Regions from separate parts of the Mus musculus genome. Here region 1 is linked to region 2. A link is a contact called in public HiChIP or PLAC-seq data. All regions are on one chromosome and are shown on one strand. The core of a region is the stretch at or near the end of the contact, and the rest is flanking DNA. Distances in the headings are between cores, read along the strand shown. Region 1 overlaps Mtarc2 (mitochondrial amidoxime reducing component 2). Region 2 has its middle 110 kb from the start of Dusp10.

Region 1 (2,700 bases), core at 29-2,528, 680 kb after region 2:
TGTGACTGATCTACTGAGACCCACTGATAATCCGTACACTCCTTTGTCTGGGCCTCTAGGAGAAATGGGGCATTTGAAGATGCCTACAATCAGATGCAAACAATGGTCCTTAGAAACTGACGTCAACCAGGTGAGGCTTCTAAATAGATGCCCAGAGACATATACGAGGAAGAACTGACCCCTGGTTAGCTGGTGGCTTTGACTCCCTCAGGGCCTGAGAGGGACTTAAGTTTCTAAGGAGGGCAGAGCAAAGGCAGGAAGGAGCACCACCTAGTCTCCCTTCTGCAACTGGCTATGACATCATGATCCACTCTGCATTCAAAGGCAAACTAGCTCCTCCCTTGGGTCTATAGGCATTATTGAGCAAAGCACAATTAGTATCCCAGTACAAACTGGGTCTTCAAAACCAGACACCTCCCACCCAATGTGACCACAGCAACAGTACAGAGGTCTCCACAGATGCCCTGGGTCCCCAGTTACCCTCCAAGAAACTGCTTCTGGTGGAAATAAACACGATGTTCCAAGCAATCCGTTGGCCCAGGAACTACGTAAGCTTTGTAAAAGCCAAGGTCACACCATGTGACAAACGGTGTTCAAACAGTGGAACACCAAAGACAGCACGTGGCAAACCTCCCGCTGGAGGGTGACCAGTACAGCGCCTGTCTGAAAGGCAAAGGGCCCAGGACTGTAAGCGGGCAGGGGTTCTACGCTCCTTTCACCACACGAGGGCGCTGCAGCCACAAGCATGTGAGCCAAAGACAGCTTGGCACCAAGGCTCGCCAACTCCCAATTCCCTTACTCCAAGTGACAATGAGTTCAACATTCCAAGCTATTTGTCTGTGGAATTCTGCACTATGGCTTTCACAGAAAGCCAGCGACCTTGACATGTTCAGTTAGGGTTTTAGCTCAACTAGGTCAAATGTTCCATAGGTCAAGTGCAGGGCTCCTTAGCAGTTTATCTGGCTTCCTACAATCTGTCCTTAACGCCTCCAAATTCTAGCTCTGACTGCGTCCTGTTAATGACTTTATTAGGCACCCATCCTCATCTGATCATTGTTCACATTTTGGTTCAAAAACGCTGATTTGAAAAACGACCACGTTTAAGCTTAAACGCAATGGTTAATTTAGTTTCTAAAGGAAAAAAGTGGGTTTTAAATAACTCAAAATTAAATTCACCATGGAGGAGTTTAATATTCACTAGACATATCAACGCAAAGAAACGCACTATCCAGCAGGATTCCAGGGGCTCCACAAACCAGGAAACCGTTAGAAAAGTCTAGTGCGCCCCCTGCTGGTTTAAAAACCAAGCTGCACTCTTACAAAATCGAGCCCCTAGTCAGAGCGAGGAGGAATTTGAGTGGGAAGAGAGAAAAGGGAAGAGAAATGGTCAAGGAAAAAAGGGGGGTGGGAGACGGGAATGATACTCTGTGTTATGGGCTCCACTCTGTGCAATGACACTGAGAATGTTTTTATTGTTACTATTTTTTAACAGTGTGCCGGTGTTCTGCATGTGTTTATGTGCACGCAGTGCGTGAGGAAGCCCAAAGACAGAATTGCATCCTCAAGCTCTGGGGCTGTAGAGATCTGTGAGCCACCATGCAGGTGCTGGGAACCAGATGTGGGTCCTCTGCAAGAGCAGCCAGTGCGCTAACTGCGGAGCCACCTCTCCAGCCAGCCCATCCTGGGGATTTTCTGTCAGGCTGTGCACGCTTTGTAAATAGGAAAACTAAGACTACACCAGGCTTTCCACCTGATGCAAGACCCTGAGAAAAAGATGACGGAAGAGCTGGGGGCAAGGAGGGGGGTGAATCACACACAAACAGCGTGAGACAGTCATCACAATCCATACAAGTATTTGTTTTAAATGTAGGAAAGTTAAACTAGACCTAATATAGAGAGAGCGTCTTTTGTTGGGGGGGGGGGGTGTTTAGTGCACTGTGTATTCAAATGCTGACTTCTGTACCCAGAGATCTGGTGGCAGTCAGAACTTTGCTACTGTCATTAAAGTATCACCTGATTCAGTATTTTGTAAAACATTATACTCCATCACCATCTGATTGGTTAAAATAAAGAACTGAACAGCCAATAGCTGGGCAAGAGAGGAAAGATGGGACTTCCAAGCCCAGAGAGATTATAACCCAGATGGAGAGGGTCTCCGGTGGGGACCAGGGAAGTTGGCCATCGGGACACAGATGAAGAGAAAAGTGCTGGATAAGACCAAGATGGCAGGTAATGGGCCACGTGGGGGAAGTAGGCTAGGCCTGCACTGTCTGGTTAGAATAGCTCAGAATCTGCCTAGCTATAGTGCCCGAAGCTGTTAACAAATATAAAGGTCTCTGTGTCCCTCGTCAGAGCAGAGGGCACAGAAAAACCCTTACTTTTACTCTCTTGTTCACTTCTTACCTCTCTATAAGCAGACACGTTTATATCCACAGCTAGGACTATATATACATCTCACCATATAAAATATATTATACCTATACATGATCATAATACATAGATTCATTGGCCAGAGAGAAAGCATACATCACGTGACAATGGAAGCCAGCGTGGGGTCTTACCTACCAGCGGTTGGTATTTAAGAACACCACAGAGACCAGGGGAACATCAGAGAGAGAAGCAATACCAGCTGGGCTGAGCTTGTACCTGTGCTGGGGACGGACCATGAGGCCCACCTGTGACCCAGTTCAGGTTCTCCAG
Region 2 (2,700 bases), core at 185-2,684:
GTGATTCAGGTTTGCCCAGCTCATCAAAGCTCCATAAAAAACAACCTGTTCACCGGGGCTCACAAAGCAAGGTGGAACACAGAGGCTCAGGTTGTCAAATACCTGGGCAGATGCCATTCCCAGTGTGCAGGAGCGGGCACCAGAAACTGTCTGCCTACAGGGAGGCATTAAAGGGTTCACTGTAGAAATGACAAGATACAGTAAAGCATAGTGCTAATCTTTGGTTTTTATTGAGTGCAGGCAACTCACAAAAATCCACTGATGAGCAAATATCATGCATGAGTTTTTTTCCTGAGTTTAATATAACTGAGCAGTGACTATTTTTTTGCTTGTTTACATTTATGTATTTTAGATCCGTCTGTCTGTCTATCTATCTTCCCCATGTGTGTGTGTGAGTGAGTGTGTGTGTATATATGTTCATATATACTATTCCATGCTTGTGTGTGGTTCAGAGGACAATGCCAGGGGACTGACTGATACTCCTTGCACCACACATTATCCAGGGATGAAATAACGCCAGATTAGCCTTGACCTTAAGCTCCTTAACCCAGTGAGCCATCTTACCATATTATCACAATTCCTGTGGCCATTTCATGGGTCTCAGTACCAAGACTGATTGCTCACACTTTGAATTCAGGTTGCTTTAGTTATTCTGAAGCCTGTGGGTTCCATATAAATGTACACTTACCCATCTATGTTTGCCCTCCCACCACCAGTGAATAAGGTGTCTCTTTTCCCCACATTTCTACCAGTGTTTGTTGCCATTTCTTTTCTTGATGATTGATGCTCTCAGTGGGAAGAGATGGGCACTCAAAGTGATCTTCATTTGCATCCACACAATGGCTAAGCATGCTGAACATTTCAATTTTGTCTGCTCATTTTGGTTTCTTCTTTTAAGAAGTCTCTGTTCAGTCTATCGGCCCATTTATTGTTTGGAAGTTTTATTTTGTGGAAGTAAGTTTTCAGTGGCTCCTGTAGTAGTTTGAATGAGAGATAGCCTGCGTATTTGAATACTTGGTACTGAGTTAGAGGTACTGTTTGAGGAGGTAGTAGGACTCTCAGGAGGTTCAACTTTACTGGAAGGAATGCATCATGGCTAGACATTGAGGTTTTATAGCCTCCCTACTCTCTCTCTCTCTCTGCCTCTCTTCCCCTTCCCCCCATTAGACTGTTTGTCTGTCTCTCTCCTCCCTCCTCCTTCTCTTCTCACTTCCTGTGTGTGGAAGAAAATGTCATCAGCCAGTTTCCTGCTCCCACCTCCATGCAGCTCTGCTGCTAAGATGGACTCCATCTCTCTAGAATTGTAAGTTAAAATAAACATTTTATTCCCTGAGTTGCTTTTGGTCCTGGCATTTTTATCACAGCAACCACAAAAGTGATGCAGCTCCCAGTCTCCCAGCTTGCACTGTATTACGTTTATTTTCAATCTCAGGAATGTAGGGCTGACCCGAGAGATCAGAAAAACAATGAAAGTAGTCATAGGCCAGTTCCTACTCAATAGCGTTAAGAAATCCAATCACTTGAGATTCGAGACACCAACATTTGACTCATTTATAAATCTAAGAATAGCTAAAATCTTGTCCAAAAGATTAGTCAAAACTGTCACCCTGTGGATGGAAACTCTCTTGTTGTTTTTTTTCTTCCCCAGGTAGAGGAAGGACAGGTGCCCTTCCTGGGTTATAATGCAGGCTGGGTTCACTCCTGTAAGAGAACTAGCCTATGGCTGTAATGGCCTCCCGTTGATGACTCATCCTGCCATAAAGTTGGATTTGTTTATTCTGGAGACTCATATTGTCATCCCAGCCCTGGGGTAATTTAAGCTCCTAAGAGCTTGTAAATAGATGGTTAAGGTGCCAAGGAAAGTAATTGGATGAGTATACTTCTCCCTCGAGTTACAGCCAGACTGTGGTATGTGGGCTCTGTGACGTCATGTGTCTGATGTGACGTATCACATGCTTCTGTGATTTCCCGATTCTTCTATCATCAGACCCATTCAACCGGTCCCCTCTCCTGTTACAAGCCCAACCCAGATGTTCCCAACAATATTGCTCATTCCTATCCTTTCCTGGTCATAAGCTGCTGCTTTCAGCTTTCTGTTTCTCTCAGAGATCTCTAGAGATCTCCAAATAGAACAAATTTCTTTTGTGTTGGTTTAAATGAGATATATCCTTCACAGGCTCATGAACTTGAACAATCAATCTCCAGTTGGTGGTTCTGTTTGGGGGAAGTTAAGGAACCATTAGGAGGTGGGGTTTTGCTGGAGGAAACACATCACTTGGGACGGTAGTGGAGACTTATAGCCAGATTCTACTTCCTGTCCCCCCTTTCTCTGCTTCCTTTGTGTAGATAAAATATGAGAACTCTGCTCCTGACAGGCAGGCTGGCCGCATACTCCTCTACCATGCCTTCCTATGTCCACTGGAACTACGAGCCAAAAATGGATCCATTTTTTTTTCTTAACTTGCTTCTGTCAAGAAGTTTATCACAGCAACAGAAAAGTAACTACCACAGATCCGTAATGACATCGAAGCCAACTGCAGACTCAGTCTGTGGGCCTGTGTCCAATCCTGACCGTCAGTCATGAGTCTCAGCAGCCTCCTGCTGAAACGAATGTTAAGGAGAAGAAGCATAGATGGAAACAGCAGGTGAACGTCTCTACAACCTAAGAGATGCCTTACAGACTTCCGACCGTGCATTGCT

The links. HiChIP or PLAC-seq counts read pairs in DNA pulled down with a chosen protein or histone mark.
Region 1: a FOXA1 HiChIP or PLAC-seq map of pancreatic cancer cells shows a contact between it and region 2. The contact joins two enhancer-like sites. A contact is called at or near these places in 1 of 39 promoter capture datasets (hippocampal neurons), 1 of 115 datasets of contacts at active chromatin or transcription factors (pancreatic cancer cells) and 1 of 9 other capture datasets (liver).

Annotation. Positions count from the first base shown.
Region 1 is chr1:184,824,018-184,826,717 of GRCm38.p6, forward strand. The region is part of intron 4 of Mtarc2 (mitochondrial amidoxime reducing component 2); the gene reads right to left. Among named protein-coding and RNA genes, the nearest start is that of Mir1981, 2.9 kb to the left of the region's middle. Within about 2 kb of position 1,279, at least 19 of the 459 cell types and tissues checked have an H3K27ac peak or open chromatin away from gene starts, as enhancers often do. A contact at or near this core is called in pancreatic cancer cells, where this site is marked.
Region 2 is chr1:184,138,902-184,141,601 of GRCm38.p6, forward strand. No RefSeq gene overlaps it. Among named protein-coding and RNA genes, the nearest start is that of Dusp10, 110 kb to the left of the region's middle. Within about 2 kb of position 1,435, at least 48 of the 459 cell types and tissues checked have an H3K27ac peak or open chromatin away from gene starts, as enhancers often do. A contact at or near this core is called in pancreatic cancer cells, where this site is marked.